2 separate regions of the Zea mays genome follow, and region 2 is linked to region 1. The links are chromatin contacts, called in public Hi-C maps. All regions are on one chromosome and are shown on one strand. The core of a region is the stretch at or near the end of the contact, and the rest is flanking DNA. Distances in the headings are between cores, read along the strand shown.

Region 1 (6,599 bases), core at 1,850-4,349:
CGTGGCAATGCGCGCGTGCGAATGACAGCGCACGAGGGCACGACGCTTGGGCTATGGCATGAGGCGTGAACGCGCGCGTGACGAGGACATGCAGCGGGGTGGGGGGAGTTTGGCCATGAGGGCCGGCTGGGGACGAGCTGTGGTCTGGCTGAGGGAGGCCATGGCCGTCTGGGCAAAGCGACGGCCTGGCCGAGCATCGATCGGGGTTGGCCTGATTGGTTCCCGGGGCAGGAAGTCAGGGCGCCTAACTGTTCTGCCATTGATACTAATTGTTTCTCTGTGGGTTGTTCTAACGGTAGGGCTGTTGCATAGCGGGACAACATTAGGAATTTGTTCCTGTACTCACTAGCCGACATGGCTTCTTGCTTCAGTGCTAGAAACTTCTTCACAAGCATGAATCCCTCGGGAACATGGTATTTTCAAGTTGTTTCTGAACTCCTCCTAGGTGATAGCATGAGTGTTAACATGGGTGGCGGGGACCATACATGACCTTCTCGCTATCGTCGCACTGGGCGGTGTGTAGCTCTCTTTCCACTGCACGAAGCCAATCTTTAGCATCCATGCGATCAATAGAGTGGGCGAAGGTAGGAGTATGCCCTCGCATGAAATCACCACGCTTGTCTCTTGGCATCTGCGGCATCTGCATCTGTACTTATGGTTGAGGTTACTGTTGGGTCTATTGCAAGGTGGCTAGTGTCTACCCAATAGTTTGCAAAGACTGGATCTATATCAGTAACATCTGCTCTACAGTCAATTGATGCGGTGACGGTGGGGAAGGTAACTGCTGCTAGGGTTCCTCGTCATGATGAGGGTGCTGCTCCTGCGAACACGTCTGCGTCCTTGCGTCTAGCATCAGACATCTGTAGAAGGTTCTTTGTAACGAGCTATCATATTTGGAGACATGGGAAAGGTACATGTCTATTCTAATTTCAGTCAAGTAACAAATCGTTATTTTCATTTTCAATGCACTCAATCTCCTGACATCTTTTTTTACAGGCATATGCAGACAGTTCGAATGAGTTCAACAACTTCCAGCCAGGTTCACTAAATACTACTTACCGATCATCAGGTCCACATTGGGGAATGGGGACATTCGCTACGCGAATGGCTACATGTCTTCTTCAATGCACAGGAGCTCTGGCAGAAGTACAAGGTCGATCTCGCCTTCTATGGACACGTCCACAGGTATGAAATGACATGCCCAGTGTATCAGTTGTGCCTTCAGCTGTGAAAGACACCTGCATAGGCAGCCGTGTCAAGCTGGTGCTGAACCTAGAGCGACAAGCAGCCTTCTCCTACCTTGCTCGTATCCAGTATCCTTCACCTCATCTTGCTTGTGGAGCTGTTCGCCGTTAATACGAGTTACTATACATACTTGCTCTTATTTAGCCAAGACTCGTGACAGAACAAAACCGTGGAATTTGTTAGCTGTAAGTATAAATCCTCCTAGCAGAATCTTTTCTCTGCTGTTCACTAAAAAAACAAGGAGGAGGAGAGTTGCAGAAAACTGGTCTCAGAATCTGGGCTGTTGTGTGGTCTTTGCCAAACCTCCGTTTTTGAACATCATCTCTGAACCTGCTAGCGTTCGCTGGATGTGTGACGTCCAACAAAGCGTATGTATGTGTGGGCCAAACGAAAAGCCTTACCCAATCTTGTTTTACGAGGAGATGGAAGACTCCACGTAAGAAAATGTCCAAGAACGCGGGAAAAAAAAACTAAACCAAAATGACATGGACCCGTCAGACATCTCCTCACAGAGTATTCTTTAGCTAGCTCTCTGCAAATCTGAGTCTTTTTATCTTTTTTTTCTTTGAAAGCGCTTCGGCTATCTCCACTCTCCAGCAACCTCACACCCTTTCTTACACACTCTATTTTAAAAATCGCTTTCTAAACGCGCACTCTACGATACAAAACAATGTTTTATATGATTATATGTATTATCTGCTGAGCACAACCTTAGGGGGTGTTTGGTTGCTCCTGCTAAAGTTTAGTCTAGATCACATCAAGCGTTTGACTTTTAAATAGAAATATGAAATATATACCCAACCAACTGGACTAGATTCGTCTCGTCTTTTAATCTTCGGCTGACAAATTAGTTTTATAATCCGACTACATTTAATACCCGGAACGAAGGTTCAAACATTCGATGGAACAGGGGCTAAATTTTAGTTTGGGGTAACCAAACACCCCCTTACATGTACCGTTACACTTAGATACAACATTTTTATTGATATTATTATAATTTTTCTGAAAAAAGAGTTGACCTTATTATAAAGACTGAGTACATTCTGACATTCATACCATGCAATTGGATAATAAAGAAAATACTTGAACGTTCCAGTTCAGTGCATGCAGGCGATGGTGGGCCTGCGTCCATTCCTGGCAGCAAGAGCTGGAAGGACCCATTGACGGCTGGGATGGAAGAAGATTATCTTTTCACTTTGGGGATGATGTAAAGGCTAAGCGTCTCGTCTCTTTTGCCTGTTCCCAGGAAAACAAAGGAGTTGCAGTCCTTGGACACTGTACACAAGGAACCGCCCATTACTACAAGGAAATGCAATGGTTCATATACAACTCACCAGGACAACTCTCAATGACCATAAAATAGCAGTAGTAATTAACGTCCAGAGAGAGAGGTAAATTAGCAACAAGTTAATGACGAGAGACGAGAGACGGCGTCGACATGCACTCCTTCAATTCTTAATTACTACATGCCATTCTGAAATTTCTAGGTGAACAGAGTTTACTTATATTCTGAATGGAATTTGTGTCTAGGTATATGGAAAGAACGATATATCTCAATAAATAAGTAAGTAAATAGATACATGCGCCAAGCCGTCGATGCCAATGTACTAGTTTGTTTGTGCGGCGTTTTCATACACGCCAACAAATCCGTTGCTTTTGCGAATGAAGGTTTCTCTCTGACCGTTTGTTCGTGTCGCGTCATGAATTTCTTTTCCCTACCAGCAGTAAACTCTTTACCGCATTTATACGTGGCTCAAGAACTAACTATGTTCTGCTCCAGCAATTTCTTGCATAAATTTCTTATCTTTTTTTCCCGTGCTGTCGTGGTCCTGTACTGTATACTCCTGTGCTTGGTGGTTTGGCTCCTCGGGATGTTCTTCCTGCCTGCCCTGCCCCCTCCGGACCAAACCCAAGCGCCCAAATCCGACCCCCCCAAATGCCTTCTCTGTGATGGTCTGATTCTGATGGATGCTCCCCACCTGCTCTAGCGGTCTAGCCCCAGCTCGCGCCGCCTCGCTTCCTCCGTTCGCGACGCCGGCATTTCGTGGCGCCTTATCCTTCTCTGCCCTTCTGGTGGGTGAGATAAAGGGGCAGCGGGTTGTTTTTTCTGAAGGTTTCGCGGCCACTTCCAGCCGGATCCACGGCCGCGGCCACCGCCGCCGCTCCCTCGGCCTGGTGGAGAGGAGGGGTGATCCATCCGAAGGTGGCGGTTCCATTTCTTGTTTTCCTGGTGAGTAATCCTAGGTTGCTTGCTTGTATAGATGGTTCTTGGTAGTTCTGTCCTGATGGGCTGCGGCCGCGAGCAGAGAGTCCGAGTCTTTCTCGCTTTCCGCCCAGATTTTCAGCACCGATGCTCGTTGCCAAAGCGTGGGGTGCGGTTTATTGTTTTCCCTGAAATTTTGTGGTTCAATGAATGGCTGAACCAGTATTAAATCATCAGGCAGGTCTACATATGCTATATGCTTATCTTTAATGTTGATGAGTTGAAGCTTTGTGCTTGGTCTGATGCTCTAACCAGGTTTTGTTTATGTAGATTGCCTGAGTAATTGTGGACATGAAGAGACTTCTGTGGTGCTGTTGAAGAATTAGTGCCAGTCTCGATTTCTCCTGATGGATAAGCAGGGCAACGCCAAGAACGGGGAAGTGGGGAACAATGTGTTTCACAGGATGATTCTTAATCAGTTTGCTGGGGACTTAGGTCTCGACGAGGACAATGTGCCTTGCAATACTCCAAGAAACTCCGCTCGCTCTGCATTTGGTGGCAGGGCAGTTGCTTCTACTAGCAGCAACCACAGCACTGATTCATTGAGCCCAGGCGAATATGTGAGGGATCCTGGATCCCTTCTAAGTTTACAACCATGGATTTTTAGAAGAAACGGCTCACAGAACCATGGGGAAAGTGTGCTTGCGAGCGGTAAGGGCAAGAATCGGGTCGATGTCCTTCGAGAGGGTCATGCTGTTGGAATCTCACCAAGGAGTCCTGGTCTTGGTTCTGGGCCTGGAAGAGGTTGTGGAGCTGTTAGGAGCAGAAGATCTCGTTCGAATTTGATGAAGCCACTTGTGCCAATGGACAACTCCTACGTCCCACAGCTTTACAGTGAGAACTTTGAAATCGAAGAATGCACATTTGCTCCAGCTCCTTCCCCAGCTTCTGCTAGGCCATTCATTGTGACAGATGGTACAAGGATAATTAGTAAATCACGCTATGAGCCAGTACCTCTGCCCTTTAATATCGGAATAGACAAGGAGGAATGTAGAGGCACCTCAGCGATGCTAGGAGGTCTGATTGGAATTGTTCCTCTACCTGAGTTGAAGAAACTCAAACATGAGTGCAGAAATTCACATGATGGAAGGCTTGGTCTGTCTGGTTCTCAGCGAAGTAGCAGCTCACATGAACAAGCAGGTACTTACTTTCAACATCATTCCTCAACGTTTGCTACATGATTATAGCCGAGGAATCCCATGCTTGGAATAATTAGCTTCCAAAATGTTCTCCCTATCATAGACTATGCATTAAATGGAAGTGAGTCAAATACTGCATTCCTTGGGCATTTCGACACCTTCATTTTCATTCGTATTTCTACAAGGTGATTTTTGCACATGCTTTCCTTTTGCAACATTGGTAGTACAGTTCTGTTTTGGTCTAATTTCATAGAACAACTATGTAGTAAAGATACAATCTGTTGCCTTATAGTCAGTGGCGGACCCAGGAACTGATGACAGCCTAGGCGAGAATACGGTGTGATCCCCACGCCTGTGCTCGTGCCACGTGCTGCTTGCTTCCGTGCACTGTGCTCGCGCCTTGCCCTCCATTGCAGCCGGCGAGCCAGCCCAGGCCACCGCCTGCGGTGCCTGGGTGGTGAGTCCGCCCCTGCTTATAGTGCACATGAGGTTTTGTGGACACTCATGTGTCCCAGTTACCTCTTTTACTGTGCTGCTAACGACTTTACTTGTAGTAAAACCCAACCGGTAAGGTTATATTGAAGGGTGACTTCTCTGTATGAATGGCACGCTTCAATGATTTCATGCCATTTTGATTTTTCTCTCCCCTTTGACGCATTTGGCACGTCCTAAATATGCATATTTGATCTGCAGGTTTACATGATCGATTCCTCCTATTCTCTACTGGGGTGAGCATTGGTATTCTATGGTCTTCTCTGTCAAACAAGAAGGAATTTGATACGCTGAAGGGCACACTAAAACGAATGGAAAACTTAGTTCAGGATTTACAAGATGAACTGGAGATGAAAGAGGGTTTAACTGTGAAGGAATTGCCTAATGAAACTTCTAGCGAACATGATGGTAAAGTAACATTTGTTTGAATTTCTCACAACATTTTTAACTTATTCAAACCAAAATCTTATGTATCTTATTTGCTGATAATAGATGATAATAGCAAACCACAAGTAGTTGATTCAGAGGCAATGAGCAAAATTGAAGCGGAGCTTGAAGCTGAGCTTGCAAGACTGGAACTGAATATCACTTCGAAACGTTTGGAAGAAGAAACATCTGACTTCAATGAGGTAACTATCTTTCACAAAAAATATTCCACATAGATCTGTATGTAGCCTAAATTTCTATTTACTGAAATTCTGCATGCGTAGGCTGACAAGGAGTTCATTGGTGACATTGTTTGTGGGGAACTGAAAGCTGATATGGTCCCCCGGGACGTCACAGATTACAGCAGTGAATGTGACTATGGCAGGGACAGCAGGGAAAGTTCCCCAGACTACACATGTGGAGCAAACTATCCCGTCTCACCTAGAGATCTCAGCATTCGTCTCCACAAGGTGATCCAACGTAGGCTTGAAGACCGAGTCAAGGAGCTTGAATCATCAATTGCCCACAGACAGAAGCAGGCGCAACTACAGATGATGGTGACTGATGAAATATTCTCTGAACCGATATGCTCAAACAGTGAATCAGGTTCTTCAGGACGAGGAAGTCCCATTTTCATACAAGAAATTAGCTCCTTGGCAGAACCATATTGTCTAAACCTATCTGGAGACGCGCTTGAAGCTTATGACGAAGCTTACGAAGAATTCATGAGAATTGCGGACTCCCCTTGCACTACAAGTACAAATGGGAAGGCACAGGCAACCGAAGATTACCTGGTAGACCGTGGTTTAATCTGGGGAATGGAGGACAGCTCTACGAAGCTGAAAGAAGTACCCACTTGGGAGAGAGTTCTAAAGAGCACAGATCCTAACAGGGATCAAGAGAGCGATAGAGATGAGTCGGACGACGAAGACGACGACTGTAAAGTGCTGATTCAGCAGATTGTAGAGAGAACTAAACAAGGTTCCCCTGTACTTGTTAACGCTCAAAAACTTCTGTTTTCTGTGGATCAATAG
Region 2 (6,599 bases), core at 1,488-3,987, 130 kb before region 1:
CTTAGGGTTGTATCATGTAATCATTTAGCTGTCACTTGTCACTTGTACTTGGAAAATCGATCCATGGACTCAAGTTTGTACATGCCCTAATAATACCGAGCAGAGCAAGCCTACCTAAAAGATACTAAGATTTAACACCCCCAATTTTCTACCATCCAAGACTACCGAAAGTGGATAAAGCTAAAATAGATGCATAGATATCTTTGTAAGAGCAGAAGAGCTCCGTATCATTGCCCTACATGTGAAAAAAGAAAACCAACACAAATATACACTAACACAGGCACACAGCCAGCTAGAATCGTCAGATTGTTGTACCAATTTAATGCACAGAACCAGTGTTATTAAAACTAAGTTTAAATGTCAAAACACTAATTAGAGGTTGGAACTCTGAAACATTAAAGAATATGGTCCAAAACGACGTTTTACAACGTTTAAATCCACGTTTTGGCGTACTAAACTGTAAAACTCAGTGTTTCATGCGTTTTAGACCATTAGCTAGTTTTGGGTCCAGTTCGGTCCAGTCTCCACATGCTTGCCCTACTCCTCTGCCCTGAAGCCCGATGGCTAGCAGCACACCACTCTGCTCTCTGTCGCCGCCGCCTGAAGGTGATGTTGCTGTTGTCCGCGCGTACCGACTCTCCCTCCCTCTGCGCCGAGTGCGCCCTCTCCTTCCACAGCGTGTGCAGTCGCTTCTCAGCACCGTGTGTCGCAGTCGGCGCCATCCGTACCGCTCCTCTCCCTCCATGCTGCCCTCTCCCTCCACGTATTTGTTTACTAGCAACCAGTGGCCAGCACTCAGCAGTCGACTCCTCTCAACCTTTCTACCTCTGCTTTTGTAAGCCTCTAGCCTCTCTGTTTTGGTATTTAACTTCATGTTATTGTCTAAAATTATAATCTATTGATATTTTTGTATGTTGTTTAAAACTACATTTAAACTTCGTTTAAACGTTTAAAAGTCAAAACTTCACCCATGAGTGTTTAAACATTTTGTCGTTTTAATAACCTTGCATAGAACCAAAGGATTGTCAACTAAATGGTTTTCGTTCGCATGGGCCTCTATAGCAATTGATATCCAGGGCCATTGAGTTACCACAAGATGAATGTTTACAACGTACCTCTAGATTCAGGAAGCTGAAGTTCCACAATTACACCATGATGCAACTCCACTCTGGGTACCGCACTTCCTCTATAGATAACTTTAGAGCTGAGGAAGTTCTTGTGGGTTCTCCATCGATGCCCTTAATATCATGCCTGCTCTCCGCTTCTTGTCATCCTTTGCTTCCTCTTTCAGGAATGAAGGATCTTCCCTCAGGTCCAGGGCTCTTGAGTTCAGAGCTGCAGCAAATGGCTTCTTTCCAAATCCAATCTTAAGATGCACCCGAGCCCTCTCCTTTGGAACGATGTTCCTTTGATTTTGATCCAACCCTGCCCCAGCATCGAACTCTTTGATGGTTCTAGCTTGGATAGCTGGCGCAAATGCCTCAAGGACAGAGGGTTTCTTCTTTTCAGGAGGCATATCAACCTCAGATACATACTTCTCTCCAGGCGGCAATGCTGGCTCAAGAAATGGGTTTCTCTTTGTCCCAGCTGCCTGTATCTCCTTCCCCTTCTCTGCGTTATCCTGCGCCACAGCAGCTACTGGACGAAACCCATCCGCACCTGCCATAGCCAGCCTTTGCTGCAAGCTGAGCAGGGACTTCTCAGCCTTCCTCCGTTGCCGCACCTGCTCCACCTTGTCAACCCTGTCCTTGGTCGCCGGTGGCTCAACCCACACCTCCGTACTCACATACGTGTGCGGATCCGGGAACACGGGCAACCACTCCGGCACGTGCCTCATCCCAGTCTCCCGCCCCGCCACCGCCAAGCTGGCAGTGGGCTGCGGCTGCACGCGCTGGACGGGGAACCTAGGCAGCGGACGCGCGAACGGCACCTCGTCCTTGGAGTCAACGAACGCCATAAGGTCCCTGACGACGCCGGAGCTGACGAGGCAGTGGCCCGTGGCCGCCGCGCCGGCGAAGCCGTCCGTGTCGGCGCCGACCTCCTCGAGCGCCTGGATGACGTCAAGCTCGTTGGCGAGCGCGCGTCCGGCGAGGTTGGCATGGAAGGCGGCGGACCGACCCAGGTGCGTGATGTAGCGCAGGAGGATGTCGACGACCGCGTCCACCGCGGAGCGGTGCGCGCAGTCGAACCCCGCGGCCTCCAGCGCCTGCGCCACTGCGGCACGCGCCACCGCCCGCCCGAAGTCGTCCCCGCTGCCGCTGGCTCCGCTCATATCCCCGCCGCTTCTCCTCCTCGCCACGTTTTCCAGGCACTCATGCCGCCGACGCGCCGAGCAGCGCGGGTCACAGATCCGGACGGCGCTAGGGTTCAGATCCCTCTGACTGCGCCACCGCCCGACCTGAATCGGTTGAGCCACGCTCAGCAACGCATCGAATCGAGCTCACCCAGCTCGCTCTCGCTCCCGGCTGGCGGGCTGGGTGATTCGAGCTGGAACGCTCTCGCTCCCAGCTGGCCGGGTGGGTGATTCGAGCTGGAATTCAAATTCAAGCTCCAAACGGTTGATTAAAATTCGTGGCGGGGCGAAGCGGGCCGGATTGGGCAGTAAATCGAGCGGGTGAGGGGAAGCGGCACCGGTGAGACAGGGAGACGGAGATGGCGGTGCCGGTGCGCAGGTCTCGTCTTATAGAGGAGGAGGCGGCAGGGGGTGGGCTGGATGTATTCGCGCGTGCTCCAGGCGGACTGGCGGAGCAAGGAGGGCACACCGTACACGTGGCTAGTCGCCGACTGGACCCGCCTCTCGCCGGGTAGACGCTTTCCAACGAGGAAAGCGCTTTACACATCCAGCACTTTTGGGCCAGGACCAGACCAGCCCAACACATAGCAAGCGGACACTTCGGGGGTGTTTGGGAACAAAGTTTTTCTGCAGTTTTGGAAGAATACTGCAGTATTCTCAAATACTGCAGTATTATATACATAATGGTGTTTGGCAAGCTGGGTAAAATCTCTGTTTTCAAAACTGAAGTATTGCAAATACTATAGTTGTTTTAAGGCATTCTAAACTTAGCTCTGGACCTCAGTTTTCAAAACTGCGGTATTATAAACTACGGTATTGTCATAACTAAAGTATAGTATAGTATTTCAAAAACTGTGGTTTTCAAAAACTTTGTTCCCAAACAGGGCCTTCTCTCTGCTCCTTACAGAAGTTTCATCGTGGATTCTGTGTCACTGTTGGAACTCACTAACCGGCAGTCAGCCGAACAGTGGAAGAATAGGAAATAGTTTGATACCGTTTAACATAAAGTATTAGGATTATAGTGTTTTTCTCCGTCCCCCGCAATGGTGCGGTGTAGGGGTATTTATAGATAACCGAGGGTCGGTCCTACCCCGTCAAAGACAATCGTACCCTCGGTTACCTACGTTATCCTCGGAATATTCCCCTTTGGGTTAAAGTGGGTAATTACAGCGTAATTAATTACAAAATCCGCTAACAACCCTACCCGTATAGCGGCCTACGAGCTAGATCTCACGGCGTGGGCCGACTACACATGGGCCCCCCTATTACAATTGGTGGTAGATCACACCGCATGGTCTTCGCAGTCTAGATCCGTTGTCGACGGAACTCTCGATGGTCTTCGCTCTGGTGGAGGATGGTCTTCACTCTGGTGGAGGGGGTGCCCGAGTCTTCGCCCGAACTCTTCGTGTTCTTCGAAGTGCGGTCGCTCTTGAGGCCTCCGTGCCCTCCAGTCCTTGACCCTTTGTCGTTGTGGTTTCCCGAGCGAGGGGGCGTTGAGCCTTCGCCCCAACAGTCACACATGGTATGTAGATATGGATGGCAACGGATACATTTTACCCTGTACCCATGGGTAAAACACCTATAGAGTGTGGGTTTGAGTATGTATCCACATGTATGGCTGCGGGTTTGATTCTCAATCTGATGAGTTTTTTTCTCACAGATATAAAAATATTGTATCAGTCCCCACACGCGTCGCGTCTTATTGCCTCCATGCGGGGGCAGCGCTCGCTTTTTCCTTTTTTGGCATTCCTGCAATGCTCCAATGCATAGGTGCATGCATGGTTAGTATTTTTTTACTTTTTCCTTTTTCGGCACGCAACACAAAATTCTCGCATGCATGGCTAGACTTTTTTCTTTTTTTATGTTATCGCTGAGTAATAGATGCAATTAATAATATTATAGTCATTAGTACGTAATTTTACAGCAGCAATCGCTCAGTAATAGATGCGGACAGTAATTTTACTGCAGTCATCGCTCAAAAATAGATGGAGTCAGTAATATTGCAGTCATCATCAGTAATTTTACTGCAGTCATCGCTCAATAATAGATGCAGTCAGTAATATTGCAGTCATCAGTAAGTAATTTGACAGCAGCAGTCGCTCAGTAATAGATACAGTCGGTAATATTACAGTCATCAGTCAATAATATTGCAGTCATCAGTCAATAATATTTTCATCAGTGAAGAAATGTTCGGTTATAACCGATGAAACGTTAAGTTATTACCGACGAAACGATCGGTTATTACCGGTGAAGCGTTGGGTTATTACCAACGAAACGCTCGGCTATTACCGATGAAACGTTGGGTTATTACCGACGAAGCGTGTAGTTATTACCGACGAAGTGTCGGGTTATTATCGACGAAGTGTTCGGTTATTAGTGATAAATCTGAACAACTGATGAAGTGATAAAAAGGAAAAAAGGCGCCCTCTAGGAAGGTGGAGCTTGTGTGGGGTGGATGACCTAGTTGGGAGCGCGCGACGGGTGGAACTGGTCCGGGTGAAGCTTCACCCTAGTGACAAATAGAGCTAGCATGTGTGTGTGTGTGTTTGTGTGTGTGTGTGTGTGATTATGTGCTCGTGGGTATACCACGTGTTTGTGGTACCCGTCGTCGTAGGTAACGGGTATATGTGCGGGTTTGTAAACCTTTACCCACGAGTTTTAAACCCGATGCCATCCCAATATGTAGATTTTTTTCATCACTTCTCGTCTACCAATAGACCCATTGTCCCATACATATAGGCCGTGAAAAAACACGAAGCCTAATACGAGCATGTCCTTTCCCCCACTTCTTGCATATGAGTGGGTCATTACTCTAAATATGGACCGTGAGAAACCACCAAACCCAACACGATAGTAAGTCGCACGCAACACAACGTTCACACACAGTACTGTCCTGCTAACTGAAGGAGAACTAGCGATCGAGCAAGCTATAAAAAAAGGGTTGGAGTCCTTTTTAACTCATATCATTATCGATCTTTTGGCTAAGATAAAGTGTAATATTTGATGTTATCAATTTAATATCTGGTATAATAAACATATATTCACTTTGATATTAAATTTATCTATGACGGATATTTTTATGAAGATAGTTCATCATACTATCTTATTGGACCATCGTGTGGTTGTGTGTTTGCAACGCACACGTATTATACTAGTGCTTGTGAGTTGTGACATGATCACGATAAAGATTTTACTACCACTAGGCTTACATACATGATCACATAAGATGCTCTATCCAACCGGCTATGCATTGTGATGATCATGTTGGTGTCTTTTTGGGCGTCAATCACTGCGTGAGAACCGCGCGGCGGTGCTCTCTGCACAGGCGCGGACGGTCCGAGGCCAGGGGCCGGACGGTCCACGACCTGGAACAGGGCTAGGGTTTCCTGCTTGATGGGTCGGACGGTCCGCGTGTGCGCAGGGGCGGCGAAGGTCGCCGGCGGCGCCTGGATCTCACTATCGGGAGGGACCCCGTCGGGGAGGAGAGATCCTAGGTGTTGTCTAGGCTCGGCAGGCCGACCTAGACTCCTCTAATCGACGTAGAGTCAAACAGAAGCGGAGAATTTGGGGATCGGAAGACTAAACTAAAACTAGACTAGAACTACTCCTAAGATAAAATGTGAATTGTATTGATTGTAGGTTCGATTGATGTTTCAAATCGGTCGTATTCCTCTGTATTTATAGAGGAGGGGGGCTGAACCCATTACAAACAAAATTCCCAAGCTAATTCCGCGAATCTAGCCAACAACCTTAGCAAGAAACTCAGAACCCTAATTGGCCCTGCGCGCGCACGGACCGTCCGGACCACCGGTGCGGACCGTCCGACCGCTCATTTTGGTGCTCAACATATGCCCCTGTCTTTTGTTGGAGCTGAGCGAACCAAAAGCAACTAACTCGATGTGATCTCATCGGTTTTCTTAAGCATCTTGCCACATACTAGGATGGTACTACTTGAGGAAACGCTCATTCAAAGCTTTGGGCAAATCTTTGCCTTGTAATGTTTGCAATAAATAGGCATTACCAGATATTACCTGTGTTACTTTGTATGGACCCTCCTAGCTTGGCAACCACTTCCCAAACTTTCGGTTTTTGTTTCTTAGAGGCAAGATGGTCTTCCATACTAGGTCCCCTACCTGAAATGATTTAGCTTTGACCTTCTTGTTATAGGCCTTGGCTACCATGATCTTGTCCTTTGCTATTTCTCCTATGGCTGCCACTCTTTTATCAGTCACCTCATCAATATTGTCCATCATCATATTATAATAATCACCGACAGTTAAGTCATTTTTCCTGGCGATCCTGACTG

Evidence for each region. A called contact is a pair of places that touch in the nucleus more often than the background predicts.
Region 2: a Hi-C map of ear shows a contact between it and region 1, with 2.2 times the contacts expected there. The contact joins the promoter of LOC109944834 here to the promoter of LOC100275572 in region 1. A contact is called at or near these places in 5 of 25 Hi-C or Micro-C datasets (bundle sheath, ear, endosperm and 2 more).

Annotation. Positions count from the first base shown.
Region 1 is chr3:126,942,891-126,949,489 of Zm-B73-REFERENCE-NAM-5.0, reverse strand. It overlaps LOC100275572, which reads left to right and starts at 3,099. Exons shown (of 5, transcript NM_001149623.3): 1 at 3,099-3,475; 2 at 3,779-4,648; 3 at 5,341-5,547; 4 at 5,632-5,768; 5 at 5,850-6,599. The coding sequence starts at 3,856. The coding sequence ends at 6,599.
Region 2 is chr3:127,072,367-127,078,965 of Zm-B73-REFERENCE-NAM-5.0, reverse strand. LOC109944834 (transcription initiation factor TFIID subunit 8) reads right to left here and starts at 2,737. Exons shown (of 2, transcript XM_020550301.2): 1 at 1,116-2,737. The coding sequence starts at 2,272. The coding sequence ends at 1,199.